Linked DNA regions of Mus musculus: all the other regions are linked to region 1. The links are chromatin contacts, called in public HiChIP or PLAC-seq and promoter capture Hi-C maps. All regions are on one chromosome and are shown on one strand. Each heading gives the region's core, a stretch centred on a gene start, on an enhancer-like site or on the middle of the called end of the contact. The rest is flanking DNA. Distances are from core to core; before and after follow the strand shown. Region 1 holds the start of Pik3r1 (phosphoinositide-3-kinase regulatory subunit 1). Region 2 overlaps Mast4 (microtubule associated serine/threonine kinase family member 4). Region 3 overlaps Mast4 (microtubule associated serine/threonine kinase family member 4). Region 4 holds the start of Bdp1 (B double prime 1, subunit of RNA polymerase III transcription initiation factor IIIB). Region 5 holds the start of Cdk7 (cyclin-dependent kinase 7).

Region 1 (2,815 bases), core at 140-2,639:
CACCCCCACTCCCCTACCCACCCACTCCCCCTTTTTGGCCCTGGCGTTCCCCTGTACTGGGGCATATAAAGTTTGCGTGTCCAATGGGTAGGCAAATTCTTAAATGTGATGTGGGTAGCAGCCTGCTTTTGTCTTTATTAGATACCAAGAGTACCAGAAACATTAGTACCTGAATTGTGTACTGAGATCTCTTCTTTTAGAATGGGCGTCACCTTTAAACGTGACTGCATTTGTTTAACATAAACTGTGAATTTCATTTTTTCCCTCTGCTTCCAAAACTCACAGTAATACACTACCAAATTTAGAATTTGACAACAGACTAAGTTCTTGGTTAAGAAAAAGCATTTTGTTGCCAGAATAGCTGCAAAAGGGATCTTTAGGGCAAGAAGGGTGGGTGGCTACAGGTTCCTGAACTACAAAATAAGACATATTTTGGGAGCAAAATTTAAAAAGTCCATGAGTTCTTGAACGTTTTTATGAAGACAAAACACGGGGCTATCATCCTTTCTTATCTGGGAAGGCTGAGCCATTATCACTTTTTTCTTGAGCAGCTTCCATAGTGGTTTCTACTCCAAGGATCTACATTTTTACATCTAACAAACCATAGACTTCATTTGAGTTTCTCCAGCCTATCAGAAGCGTTAGAAGGCGGTGGACTGGCTGAATGACCTACATAGGCTCTGCCTTGCAAGGACTGCCAGAGATCACCCGGTATGCGCCCTCCTCACAGAACACTCCTTTTCCTCTAGATCCCGCCTTGGTTCCTGGAGGCAGCCGTGCCAGGCTTTTGCAGGCGGCGGGCACTCGTTGCTCCAGCTCACCCTTTCACCCCTCCTTCACCCCGGGAGTGCCACGCCGGGTGGCGCGGTTTTTCTGACCACTAGGGAAGCTGGGCAGGCAAGGCCAGGAATTACAGGGCCTCCCCGCTTTGGCGAGCCCTCGCATCTGCATCTTCCTGAACCCAGCCACTGTCCTGAAGCTCTAGTGGATTCGAAAGAGGCAGGGTCTCGCAGGCAGCCGGCTGGGCTCCAGAGAGGCCTGAACTTATTTCCCACCCCCCACCCCCATCCCCATTTGAACTCCCTGCTTCGGGCCTGGGCGACGCCCCGCAGGCGAGCCAGCCCCAAGCACGCAGAGTTAGAGCGCTCCGTAGCGGAGGGCGCGCGCCGTCCAGTCGCCCGGGGCATCCCCGAGCCGGGGGCGGGGGCGAGGGCAGCGAGGGGTGCGGGGTAGGGTCGGCAGCACAGAGCGTAGCTCCTAGACCTTGGTAGCCCTCCCGGAGACTGGCAGAGGCGGAGGGCGCGGCTCGGGCGCTGGGGGGCGGGGTCTCGGGCGTTGATTGGTGTGTATCTGGGGGCGGGGCGCAGGGGCGGGCCCGGGGTGGGGCTGGCGCCTGGCGCTGGAGCTGCGCCGCTCAGGGAGAGGAGTAGCTAGCAGCTGGAGCCGAGTTGGAGGAAGCAGCGGCAGCGGCAGCGGCAGCGGTAGCGGTGAGGACGGCTGTGCAGCCAAGGAACCGGGACAGCGAAGCGACGGCAGGTCGCAGCTGGATCGCAGGAGCCTGGGAGCTGGGAGCTTCAGAGGCCGCTGAAGCCCAGGCTGGGCAGAGGAAGGAAGCGAGCCGACCCGGAGGTAGGCGGCGGCGGGTCCCGGTGTGCCCGGGAGGGGGAAGCGGTGCGAACGCGCACGGCCGCTGCTCTTCCTGTCACCGGCAGCCACTTCTGCTGCCGAGCCACTCAAGGGGAAGCGAGCAGGCTGCCAGCTCCCAGTCGCCAGCATCTCTCGGCCACTTGGAAGCCTTCTCCGGCCAGTGACCAGCTTGCTTGGTCGCAGCCACCTCCTGCTCTCATTTCCTTCGTGCCACCCCGGGCGGGCTGTGCTCGTTACCCGGAGCGTTCGGTCCTGGAGTTGCCAGCGGTCACCGGCTCCCCTCCTCCTCCGTCACCTCACGCTTCCGAGGGTCCCCGATCGCCCTGCAGCTTTCCGAAGCCGGGAGCGCGCGAGGAGAGTGCCTGGATCGCTGCCTTTGCGTTAGCGCGGCGTACCCTCCAGGCCCGGAGCCCCAGCCGGGGTCTCCGGCCAGGCTGGGCCATGGTGGTCCCCGGAGCTCGCCCCCAGCCCCCGCCCTCCGAAGTTTGCCTCCCTCCTCTTCCGGGGTGGGGGAAGTGCTCCTCGGGGCGGTCGGTGGCTGGGGCTCTAGCTCGGCGTCTGGCGCCCGCCGGGCTTGGGCAGGTTGCTGGAGGCATAATGAGTGGGATCCTGGCACCGCCCGGAAATCCAGCTTTTCCTAACGCGGGGCGACCCTGGAAGGACCTGCCCAGCACTAAGCTGCCGGCCAGGGAGAACCGGCCCGCGTGCAAGCCAGAGCTAAAATATCTGGGGGAATTGTCTGCAAGCTACTTCCTTCCCAAAGGCAGAAACTGCCCGGCAGATCACGAGACAAAGAGAATAGAAACGCTCTGACCAGGCACGCATGTACAGAAATGCATTTTAGTAACCAGCTTTCGCGCACAATAACGCAAGGGTGTGAGCGGAGTGGCTGTGACATGTTGAATGCTGTGTGCCGGCACTGTATTCAGGGGAATTCTGCTCCTGGCGCTAGTAATACCGGAAAGGTCTCACTTCCACCGTTAATTCTTGAAGAAGCTGCAGGCTCTATTGCTGTACTGGTGTGAATTTATGCTTTATTTAGGGGTTTCATGATTTTAGGACTTAATTTTCCCCCTTTTCTTTTCCTGTCTTTTTCCTCTTTGTCAGACAGTGTGAAATAGGAAAGGATGAAGCAGTTCCGGGTTTTAAGTGTAGCATGAGATTGTCA
Region 2 (2,704 bases), core at 149-2,648, 1.1 Mb before region 1:
CGGCGAATAAAAACAATGAATAAATCTTAGCTGTTGACATCACCACGGTCATGACGGCATGGGTAGTCAGCAGCGTGGCTGAGGAGAGCTGAAGTAGCCTATCCTTAATCCAGTGGGGAGAGAAAGGGGGTGACTAGTGAGTGACTCTGGGGAGCTCCGGCCTGGAAGCAGGGTGAGATCTTCACACCAGTCAGTCAGTCATTAAACCATTGCATCGGCCTAGCTGAAACTTTGTAAGGTTTACAGAAAGGATCTGCTACCTGGGAGAGAAGTTAAGGATGTGAACTTCTTAACTTGATAGGAGCCAGTCAGTGAGCCATTGTCCTTGGACAAGCAAGGATTCCACCGTGGCCCTGGAAAGTGGTTTTGGCTTGAGGGCCATCTGGGTGGTAGTCAGCAAACACGCAAACGTGGGGAATGGGAGAAGGCCGGTTGGAGCGGGGGTAGTAGGGTGGGGGGGATGGATACCTGGAGTTGCTTCTTGTATCCCCCTCCTCCCACACACACAGTTAAAACCACATTTGTGGAGTTTTGATTCTGTTTGAAGGACCACTGGGAATTCATTCCTGCCTTCCGTTCATGCTGAGGCAAGGACTACAGTAGTGAATAAGTCAGCCTCACCAGTAAACAGATATCTAAAGAAGCCCATTGCCAAATTGGGGTCAGTGTTCCGACAGCTGCAAGAGTGTGGAAGGGAGAGAGAGAGAGAGAGAGAGAGAGAGAGAGAGAGAGAGAGAGAGAGAGAGAGAGGGAGAGAGGGAGAGAGGGAGAGAGAGAGAGAGTAACCTTGTGGGTGTGGAGTGGGGACTGCTTTAAATAAAGAGGCTAGGGAAGTCCCTTTGAAAAGGTAATATTTAAAGGGAGGCTGAAGACTGTGAGAAACATTTGGGGGGGGGGCAACTGTCTGGCAACATCAAAGTCTCTTGAGGCAGGAAGGACAAAAAGAAAGTCCCCAGACAGGAAGTTGAATTTAGGTATAGGGCATTGACCTGGAAACCATCATTTATACCATGGGAGGTGTAGATTATCTTAGTCTGGAAGAAAAACAGCGTCATTGAAGGAATGGGCAGAGATGACTTTCAAGGGGATAAGTCCCCCAAGAGTGAAGGGTGGCCTGTGTGCATGCGTGCGTGAGTGTTGTCTCTGGCTCACACAGTGGGGAGACCATCAGTGCCCCCAGCATCAACAGTTGTCCAGTGGTACTCTGAGTTGTCATTTGACCAGCACGGTTGGTGTGAAGCAAGGAAATGCAGATTGGGTGGTGACCACCTTTTGTGGGCAGATAAACCCAGAGGTCATGCATCGTGGCACCAAGCCTTATATGTTCAGGCAGCCCAGGAGCCTCGTTCCTGAATCACATCCCCTTACTCACCGTCTGCTCACCCCATGGGCTGCTCCATCACCAGAGTTGGCAAGGGCAGAAGTTTCCTTTTCACATCCTCCCTGGAAGTTCAAGTTCCTCCCACAGCCTGTGAACCTCGCCTCCCCTCCTCTCCCCTCCCCTCTCCTCCCCTCCCCTCTCCTTCTCTTCCCTCTGAGCTTGCTGCTGGAGTTTCACTTTAAAGCCTTGACTCAGCTGGGTGCGGTAGCCTACACCTGTAATATCAGCAGCACTCTGGTGGAAGAGGCAGGAGGATTGCTGCATGTTCAGGCTATTTGGTCTATGGGACAAGTTTTAGGCTAGCCGGGGCTATACTGTGAGACCCTGTCCGCAAACAGACATATGAACCCACATAAAGCCCCGGATCTTCTTGGGCCTAATTCCCCTCACTGTTGGCTCCCTCCTGAGCCCTGGCACCAGGCCGTTTCTCAGCAGCTGGTTCCACAGGTGGCCGAAACCAGGCCCCACTTGTGGCTCCTCCTCGCCTCTCCACGCCTGACCTGCGGGCTAGGCCCCTCCCTGAGTCCCTGAGCCATTTCCTCCCACTCCTGGCCTTGCCCAGGCCTGTTTCATAACTGCTTCCTTTCATCCCTCTCCTGTCTTCACGTTCTCCACTGTGCCTTGCCTATTGCTGCAGGACTCGCCCTGTCATCCTCTCATCCAGTCAGCTCCAGCTTGGCTAATGTGCCCTGAAGCTGCCTTGTAGAGCTCACCCCTCCTCCCCGGCCCTGCCACACCGTGCCCAGCCTTTTCCCCGAATAATTCATCCAGGGAAGAGAGGGCTCTACTCCAAGACTTTGGTATATACGGCTCTTGCTGCTGTCTGCTGAGAGCCTGGGTTTCCGCCTAGCATAGGGAGTTCTGACAGTCTCTGCAGTTCCCCCTTAAGGCTGACCAGATCGCAGCAATCAGGAGAACAAAGGCAGGTGGATTCTCAGAGTTCAAGGCCAGCCTGGCTCAGAATGGGAGCTCCCAAGTTGTCACTGCTGCCCTGTAATGTTCAGGTGTATGGTGATGGAGGAGGAGGCAGAGCAGTGAGGAATGTATAAAGTGAAAAAAGTGGGTTTCCAAAAAAAAAAAAATGCATTGGAAATAATCGATGAGGACATGGAAGCTTATGCTTTGGAGAAGGAGTCACAGCTCTTCACCCTGTAACTAGGCAGTGCGTTTGTGCTTCTCTGGCTGGCTGCTTTAAGGTCCAGGATACTGGGACAGGGAGGTAGGATATGAGAAAGAATGTGTTAGTCTTTTATGGCTTTGCCTGGTTTTCTTTACAAATATATCTGGTATCAGGAGTTTAAATAGTATCTTTTAAAGCAGGGG
Region 3 (2,700 bases), core at 42-2,541, 1.0 Mb before region 1:
CTTAGGAAGCAAGGGCTTTTAGCCATCCTGAAATTATTGAGCTTTTTCACAGAATGCAGAGGGTGACACACACGCTAAATTAGGAGTGGGGGAAATGAATGCTGTTGAGAGAAATCAAAATAAGTTAATTTGCTGTGTAGATAAACAGACAGAATGAATCCTGGATTACTGGACGGCAAAAGCAAAATCCATTCCTCCAGGGGCCCCGGGAACAGCAGATGTAAAGACATGATAAATTTCACTGTGGCAGGGGGACTGCTCCTTGCCTCTCTATAAAGAAACGGCTTCTCAGCGCTTCCCCGTTGAATGGCTTTGATTGTGCTGTCATAAAGTTAATAGCATCTGTTGAAGACAACACTATAAAATTTGCAACCTTAAGTTAATTGAAAAATTTCAGTGGAGATGTAGCCAGTGTAAGAAGTCCTCGAGGTAACACTAAACTTACAGTCCTTTAGGTGTTAGGCTGTTTCTTCTTTAGCACACTAATAACAAATCGTTTACCTCCCGCAGCTGGGCATTCCTTATAGCTGACTACAGTGGTCACTCTCACTGAGCCAGTGCCACAGCAGTGGTGGTACTATTGGGGATGAAGGGCATCTTCCCCGATCTATCTCTCCACTTTTCAAGAAACTACAGAGCTACTTTGCAGCCTTTTCTCACCTCCTTCCCGAAACCAGCTCCATTCCCAAGTGGTCCTCCCACAATGCAGCGCGTCTCATTAAATATGCAGGGGAAGCAGCGTGGTCTGGAGTGTCCTGAACTTGCCCTCGCCAGCTGCCTGCCAAGCCTTGTCAATGATCAGCAGCAGGTTGAGCCGGCTGATGGAGAAAGTAACAAGCCCCCAGGGAGCTGCCCTCCTTCCTGTGCTCCTTCTCGGCCTGTGGAGGACTCGAGGAGAGGCGAGTGCTGCCATCTCCCTGTGGCCATGGCTTTTAGAATCTTCTGCCTGGCCAGTCACATTCCAGCCGCTTAGAGACATGGGGCTTGCTGAAGACAATATTGGCGAGGGTTAATCCTGCCAGGTTCTTCCAGCCATGCTAAGATAGAGCCTGAGACATTTTAGAAATAGGTACAGATGGCTGGATTCTCCTTCGTATTTTATTAGTCTTGACACAACTCTCTTTTAAATGTATGCCTTGGAATCCAAGCCTCCCCCTTTCAAGACTTTTTTTTTCTCTTTCTTTCATATCAAGGCTGCCTGCCACAAAATAAAATGCACCTCCTAGGACAGCCTGAGCTTCCCTCCCACGTAAATGTTAGCTTCTGAAGATATAACACTGAACGTGTATGTGCTCATTATTCCACAGACCAACCTGTTTAGGTTATAGTGGTGACCATGTGTATTCCCTTGCTTGGCCCACTTGGAAGGCTGTGCTGGAACTTGGTGTTCTCCCACCCCCATCCCCACCCCCAACCCCACCTCGACTGCTTCCCAGATCCCTGCTCGAGGCAAAGCTGAAACATTATTAGAGGAAATGCTATTTTGTAGAACTGTAAAGAAACTGATTACTGGAAAGAAGATTCTGGATATGGATAATGGTACAAAAACAAAATGAGGTTGCTCATTTCTCTTTCTCTCTCCACAGGAAATAGCCCTCAAGACAGTCCAAGGAATTTCTCCCCCAGTGCCTCAGCCCATTTCTCATTTGCGAGGAGGTAAGGATGGCCATTTGAGTGGGACATAAAGTGGTCCCTCGGGATGTCTCTGCTCGAGTCCCCCTCCCCCGCCCCCCCCCCCCCACACACACAACCCCCTTCCTCCTCCCACCTTCTCTTTCAGGGCTCTGTCTTGTGAGAGCCTTTTCATTATCACATAAAGCCTTCTGCAACCAAAGGACCTTGTTACATTGAACACACTGGCTTTAACTGTTTCGTGATGACTTCTGTCTTAGCATTAGAGAGTTCTCCTGGTCCTTTGCTAAATGTGAGCCCCTGTGAAGGCAGGGAGGTCCTTCTCTCTGGGTTTTCTCCCATCTTTAGAGCAAGCATGATTCAGCCTGAACAGATTTTTACTGACCTTTTTTTTTTTTTTTTTTTTTTTGAGATGTTGTTATGCAGGCAATATTCATCTATGTCCTGGTACAAGCTTTTGTTTTTGTCATATGTTGTCCTTTTTGTAAAAATGAGACTCTGGGTTACAAGATGTGAACTTGGGAACAATTGAATGACAGAGCTAAGAAATACTTTGTTTTTTTTTTTTTTTTTCCAGACAGGGTTTCTTTGTGTAGCCCTGGCTGTCCTGGAACTCACTCTGTAGACCAGGCTGGCCTCGAACTCAGATATCCACCTGCCTCTGCCTCTAGATGCTGGCATTAAAGGCGTGCGCCAATATATCTGGAGCTCTCTTCTACTACTGTTATACTTAGAATTAGGCAGCAAATGCTTAGGCGCTATGCCTCTGCTCCTAGGGAACTGAGTTAAGAGGAAGTGTCCTTACTTGACACCTTTAACGTCCAAGCTTTTCCCGGGCTGGTCCCCTTGCTGTAGCCTCAGCCCTTTCTTCTGGATTCTGAATTAGTATGTTTTTCTCAGTCAAACATCCTTCTCTCTTCTCACATATGTGGCTTGCTTCCTCCACCCAGGAAAGACAGATTGCAAAATGCCCCTTCAGGTCTCCAAATATTCAGAATAAATTTAGTTTATGGTCTGGATGTCCCATTGATTTGTAAGAATTTCTCACAGACTTAATTATACCCCAAC
Region 4 (2,700 bases), core at 50-2,549, 1.7 Mb after region 1:
TGATCTTGTTCATTTATTTTGTATTTTCTCCTCTGTAACATACAATGTCTTATTTATTGCTCCGTTGATATCTCTGGAAGCAATAAATTTTGCAACATTCGTGTGCAAAATGTGGAGTATAATCATTTTTGACAGTTTTTATTTTAAAGTGTACAAAAGCCCATATAGTGGATGTCCTGTGAAGTGTTTCATGGCTTCTCTTTGCGATTTCCTCACACAGAATTTCAACCTTTTTTTTTACTCAATTAAAAATTTCTTGGCGGAGGTTGGGGGTTGGACAGATGGCTCAGTAGATCCATTTCCTGCTCTTCCAGTAGGTCCTAGTTTTGGTTCCCAGCACCAGCATCAGGAGTCTGATAACTACCTGTAACTTTTCAGTCTCCCGCAAACTCGCTCTCTCCATACTCATAGTTAAAACTTTTTTTTTTCCTAGCAGGGTATGGTAGCCTATACATACCTGTAATCTCAACATTGAGCCCGTGCAGGCAGGAGGATCAAGAGTTGAAGGGCAGCCTTAGCTATAAGAGGCCCTGTCTCAAAAACCCTAAAACAAACAGGTTCTATGCTCTGGGGATGCACTGGTGCTAAGGCACTACTCTCATACTATTTTATCTTATTGTAATTTTGAGGTAAGTCTTGTCAGATAGTCCAGGGCTCGGAACTTGTGACCTCTTTATTTCGGTTTCTCCAGTGCTGGGATTGCAGGCACGCACCACCATGCTCTGCATTCTTGCACACTTTGACTCTTCTCGAAAACTCCTTAATAGTTCATAAAAGATTCAGTTAAGTAGGTTGGGGATGGACGTTCCATGGCAGTGTGCATGCCGAGAATGCAGGGTTTGTGAGGGATCCTGGGTTCAAACCCTAGCACCACTGGCGAGAAATTAAAAGTTTGAGCCGGGCAGGCAGGGGTGGCGCACGCTTTTAATCCCAGCACTTGGGAGGCAGAGGTAGGCAGATTTCTGAGTTCGAGGCCAGCCTGGTCGACAGAGTGAGTTCCAGGACAGCCAGGGCTACACAGAGAAACCCTGTCTCGAAACGGCCCCCCCCCCAAAAAAAAAAAAAAAAAAGTTTGACCTGGAGGATTCAGCTGCTTCCGCTCTCTCTTTTCAACAACTCCCAAGGTCTTACAAAGGAAAGAATATCTGTCTTCGAATCAAAAAAAAAAAAAAAAAAAAAAATCTCTGGTTTACAGGTAACCGAAGCTACAGAGCGTTGCAGTTGCTATGGCTCCCGGCGCCCGGAGTCTGACGTCATCGTCGGCGCCGAATGATTACGCATTGCTTCCGGCGCCTTTCGCGAGCCGGGACGCGGGGAGGAGAAACTTAGCTTTTAGTGTGGCAGGGTCATGAAGAGGAGGCGGTGGCGGGAGAGCGGAGGAGGCGGAGGGGGCGCAAAACTGCGGTAGCCAGCGCTGGACTGGTGGTTGTGGACGTGTGGGAGGGTGAGAGTGTCAGCCTGCGGGCAGCGGCCGGGGCTCTGGGCTGAGCGCGGCCGCGGAGCCGCCGCTCTCGGCCCCCTGGCTCCGCCATGTTCCGCAGGGCACGCCTTAGCGTGAAGCCAAATGTCAGGCCTGGTGTAGGGACCAGGGGCTCCGCCGCTCCCAATCCCCAGCGTGGACCAGAGGCTCCCAGGCCTCCGGAGCCTGCCACCGAGTCAGCTCCGAAGCCAGCGGAGCCCACAGATGTGCCTGCAGTGGATTCCGGGGGAGCAGAACCCCAGGAACAGGCTCCCGGGAGCAGGTAAGGTCTTCTATCAAGCTGAGCTGTTGGATTTTTACCACGGAGCACCTCTCCTGCAACAAGCTTTTGATTTGAGCTGGATGAAACCACTTCTAGTTGTAGTTTTATTCCGTGATCTGAGGGTGCGACTACTATGACTCTGTCACGATCTTAAGATTCCCGAGGAGACAGTGTCTTGCCTTATCTTACAGAGATGGGAATCCAGGCTTAAGGATTTTGAAGTCAAGAATGTAGACGCACCATCACTTGGAAATTTAATTAATTGTCCTGGAGTACTTTACACTGAAAGCACTTTGGGATTTTCATTTTGTGGATATTTATTTTTGAAAGGAGAGCACCAGTGCTGATTTTTTTTCCTCCCTCCACGCGGTGATGCGGTTGAACCCAAGGCCTCATGGAGTGTTAGGTAAACGCCCTGCCCCTGAGTCAAAGGGAAGAGGCTTAGGTTACTTATTTTGGTTCGAGTGCATACTTCTTTATTGTAACTACGTTTCCTGAATCAAGACGCCTGGCTTTAGTGACAAATACCACATTTGAATTTAGGACGCTCCTACTTAGCTTAGCAAGTTTAAGTAGGTTGTTCTCAGAGAAAATTTGTTCCTGGTGTCAAGTTAGTACCTCCTTTAGGACAATATTGTGAGATCAGATAGGATTACATAAACTGCCTTACATGCCACATGGTAGAATAGTTCCCCCAAATTTACTAAAAAAAAAAATTTGATTACTTTCAAAAAAAGGTGATGAGACCGAGTATGGTGTCACAACTTTAGTCCTAGCAATAGGGAGGCAGAGGCCACCCTGCTTTAGGACAGTCAGCCCCATAGTGAGAACCCGTCTCAAAAAACAAAACAGTGGAGAAAGGTGATGGTACAAATTAAATATGTGACGGGTTAATATGGTGACTGTAGTGTTTTATAATATACAGAGGAAAAAGCCAGTAAGTAATCACATTAAGTGA
Region 5 (2,700 bases), core at 47-2,546, 1.0 Mb after region 1:
GTTTCTCTGTGTAACCCTGGCTGTCCTGGAACTCACTCTGTAGACCAGGCTGGCCTGGAACTCAGAAATCAGCCTGCCTATGCCTCCCAGTCCACTGCCCAGCCGAAGATCAATTCTTTTTTTTTTTTTCCTTTTTTTTTTTTAAAAGATTTATTTATTGATTATATGTAAGTACACTGTAGCTGTCTTCAGACACTCCAGAAGAGGGAGTCAGATCTCATTACGGATGGTTGTGAGCCACCATGTGGTTGCTGGGATTTGAACTCTGGACCTTCGGAAGAGCAGTCGGGCGCTCTTACCCACTGAGCCATCTCACCAGCCCGAAGATCAATTCTTAAATCCACCAGGGAATTGAGGCCTCAACAAAACCACCCTCTACCCTGCAAACTGGAAACAAAGATATGACTCAAAAGGAAACCATTGCTGGAGCCAGTAATTGACAGCTAGGCTTAAAGTGAAATCATTAATTACATAGCAAACACTGTTACTATGTGTAAAGGCTCTGTATGTTTTTCTTTTTCTTTTTTAAGATTTATTTTTTATTATAACTAGTTACACTGTAACTGTCTTCAGATGCACCAGAAGAGGGCGTCAAATCTCATTCCAGGTGTTTGTGAGCCACCATGTGGTTGCTGGGATTTGAACTCAGGACCTTCCAAAGAGCAGTCAGTGCTTTTATCTGCTGAGCCATCTCACCAGCCCCTGTATGTTTTTCTTAAATCATTAGTTTCAAATTTTTATAAGACCAAAGGCTCATTCTATAGCATTCAGTAGGACTTGGTTTTGATTTCCTGGGCCTGTTTCTTCATAAATCAGCCTTTAAGAACTTGAGGGTGGGACGGGGAGGGGTACCCGATTGGAGGAAGTGGGGCAGAGATCAGGATGTAAAGAGAATAAGTCAATAAATTAGTGGGGGGGGGGGGGAGGAAAAAAACATGCACAAAAAGAAAAACAAAACAAAACAAATGGAGGGGTTTGGTGTCCATAGAGACTCAGGCGACACAGTAACGCAAAGCAAGACAGCTGCAAGGGCAAGCCCTTACACTTCTGCTACATTCCGAACTTAGAAATACCACGTCAGAACCCTGGCCTATCATCTTTGGAAGCAAAAAAAAAATCCACGTTAAAGACAAAATCCAGTAACAAATGGACACTGACTGCAGTCTAGGACAGCACAGCTTCCGGGTACTGTGTGCACGTGGCAGCGGGGAAGGGCAGGGTTCGCGGCCCAACTCAGCTTCCGTAGGACTGGCCCCGCCCACAGCGGAAGTATGGGCGGGACCCGTAGGTCGTGTGCGTCCAGCGACCGGAAGTAGCTGTTGGGCAGCTTTCGGACGCTTTAAATTCCTGCGGGGTGGAGGGCTTAGCTTGGGTGCCCGGGTCTGGTTTCTCACTCGCATGGCTGTGGACGTGAAGTCTCGAGCGAAGCGCTATGAGAAACTGGACTTCCTCGGAGAGGGACAGGTGAGGCCTGGGGCTGAGTTCTCGCGCAGGCAGGCACAGCCTGGCCACCGCCGGCTGCTCGGTCCCCTTGTCACCATCCCTGAATTGCTTCTTCCCTGCTGAAGAAGAGGCCTCCAGACCACGTAGCAGGCCGTGGCCAGTCCCCTCCAGAATCAGGGCTTCTTTGTTCTTAAAAGGGGGAGGTGGGGAAGGGCCAAAAACCAACCAGCAGGTAAAGAAAGACCTCTTACGACTTTGTTACTGTTCCCCTTTCTAGTTTGCGACGGTCTATAAGGCCAGGGACAAGAACACCAACCAAATCGTCGCCATTAAGAAAGTGAGTTGCCTTTTTATGTTGTTTCCTCTCCAGTCTTTGCGTCTTGCTTGCCACGTAGCCCTTGCTGGCACGGACCTCGCTATTTAGAACTTGCTGCGAGCCTTAACCCTTCTGCTTTGTGTTTGGGGGTTTGGGGGGTTTGCAGGTTTGCAGGCGTACTCCACCACGCCAGGCAACTCTTAGAGAGTAAATGCCCGTGCATTAACAGTTGATGGATGGCTGTCTGTGAGATAGTCTTGCTATGGAGTCCAGATTGGTCTCCCAACTCGTGGAAATCCTTCTGCCTCTGCCTCCCGAGTGCCGGGCATTACAGACATGGGCTACCTTCGGCTTCATCTTACTGCTCACAGTCACACTGATTGAAGGAGTTACAAGAACTCTATAGACAGTAGTATTTATTAGTATCCTGTGTTTCAAGATGGAACTCGGGCTGAAACAGTTTTTGTTCAAGTTAAAACGTTTCATCCCCTAAAAGTTGGTTGTTGGCTATGGAGGCAAGGACAGCGTCTCTTCAGTCCTTTTGGATGGCATGGTCTTTCCATGTCAAAGGTTGTTAAAGGTGTGTTATCTATACACGAAGGTTTTCATTGGCATCAGCAATACTGATAATAGTGTAATTTCTAGAAAGATTTAAGTATTCTTAAAACTTAAATTCATTAACAACACCCTGATATAATTTCCTGTGTGCCAAACACTTTTGACTATTTTTTTTTTCTTCCCCCACTTAACCTCCAAATAGTCCGTGAAATAGGTAAAGTGTCTTTGCCTCCCCTTTGAGGTACCTGAGGCTAGTTAGATGACTTGAGGGTCGCACAGCTAGGAATGTGGAGGCATTAGAACAGAGCAGTTGGTTGAGCTTCGTTCCTCTGCTGACATCTATAGCCAGCTCATGGTGACTCTGCGACTCCGAATAGAACTCA

Evidence for each region. Promoter capture Hi-C pulls out the DNA fragments that hold promoters and counts their contacts. HiChIP or PLAC-seq counts read pairs in DNA pulled down with a chosen protein or histone mark. Capture Hi-C pulls out chosen DNA fragments and counts their contacts.
Region 2: an H3K4me3 HiChIP or PLAC-seq map of embryonic stem cells shows a contact between it and region 1, with 9 times the contacts expected there. The contact joins the enhancer-like site here to the promoter of Pik3r1 in region 1. A contact is called at or near these places in 7 of 39 promoter capture datasets (the HPC-7 cell line, HPC-7-derived erythroid cells, embryonic stem cells and 4 more), 4 of 484 Hi-C or Micro-C datasets (LSK cells and embryonic stem cells), 11 of 115 datasets of contacts at active chromatin or transcription factors (astrocytes, embryonic stem cells, large pre-B cells and 3 more) and 3 of 9 other capture datasets (adipose tissue, embryonic stem cells and liver).
Region 3: a promoter capture Hi-C map of hippocampal neurons shows a contact between it and region 1, with 2.2 times the contacts expected there. The contact joins the enhancer-like site here to the promoter of Pik3r1 in region 1. A contact is called at or near these places in 2 of 39 promoter capture datasets (embryonic stem cells and hippocampal neurons), 5 of 115 datasets of contacts at active chromatin or transcription factors (acute myeloid leukemia, embryonic stem cells and stem cell-derived neural progenitor cells) and 1 of 9 other capture datasets (embryonic stem cells).
Region 4: a contact with region 1 is called in a promoter capture Hi-C map of liver, with 2.5 times the contacts expected there. The contact joins the promoter of Bdp1 here to the promoter of Pik3r1 in region 1. A contact is called at or near these places in 1 of 39 promoter capture datasets (pre-B cells) and 1 of 9 other capture datasets (liver).
Region 5: a promoter capture Hi-C map of adipose tissue shows a contact between it and region 1, with 4 times the contacts expected there. The contact joins the promoter of Cdk7 here to the promoter of Pik3r1 in region 1. A contact is called at or near these places in 1 of 484 Hi-C or Micro-C datasets (embryonic stem cells), 1 of 115 datasets of contacts at active chromatin or transcription factors (large pre-B cells) and 1 of 9 other capture datasets (adipose tissue).

Annotation. Positions count from the first base shown.
Region 1 is chr13:101,766,791-101,769,605 of GRCm38.p6, reverse strand. Pik3r1 (phosphoinositide-3-kinase regulatory subunit 1) reads left to right here and starts at 1,389. Exons shown (of 16, transcript NM_001077495.2): 1 at 1,389-1,629.
Region 2 is chr13:102,898,170-102,900,873 of GRCm38.p6, reverse strand. The region is part of intron 4 of Mast4 (microtubule associated serine/threonine kinase family member 4); the gene reads left to right. Among named protein-coding and RNA genes, the nearest start is that of Gm30106, 8.3 kb to the left of the region's middle. Within about 2 kb of position 1,398, at least 173 of the 459 cell types and tissues checked have an H3K27ac peak or open chromatin away from gene starts, as enhancers often do. A contact at or near this core is called in the HPC-7 cell line, LSK cells, adipose tissue and 5 more, where this site is marked.
Region 3 is chr13:102,809,457-102,812,156 of GRCm38.p6, reverse strand. Mast4 (microtubule associated serine/threonine kinase family member 4) reads left to right here. Exons shown (of 29, transcript NM_175171.3): 6 at 1,587-1,656. Among named protein-coding and RNA genes, the nearest start is that of Gm17160, 48 kb to the right of the region's middle. Within about 2 kb of position 1,291, at least 76 of the 459 cell types and tissues checked have an H3K27ac peak or open chromatin away from gene starts, as enhancers often do. A contact at or near this core is called in hippocampal neurons, where this site is marked.
Region 4 is chr13:100,102,669-100,105,368 of GRCm38.p6, reverse strand. Bdp1 (B double prime 1, subunit of RNA polymerase III transcription initiation factor IIIB) reads left to right here and starts at 1,299. Exons shown (of 39, transcript NM_001081061.1): 1 at 1,299-1,742. The coding sequence starts at 1,531.
Region 5 is chr13:100,729,538-100,732,237 of GRCm38.p6, reverse strand. Cdk7 (cyclin-dependent kinase 7) reads left to right here and starts at 1,296. Exons shown (of 12, transcript NM_009874.3): 1 at 1,296-1,464; 2 at 1,721-1,780. The coding sequence starts at 1,399.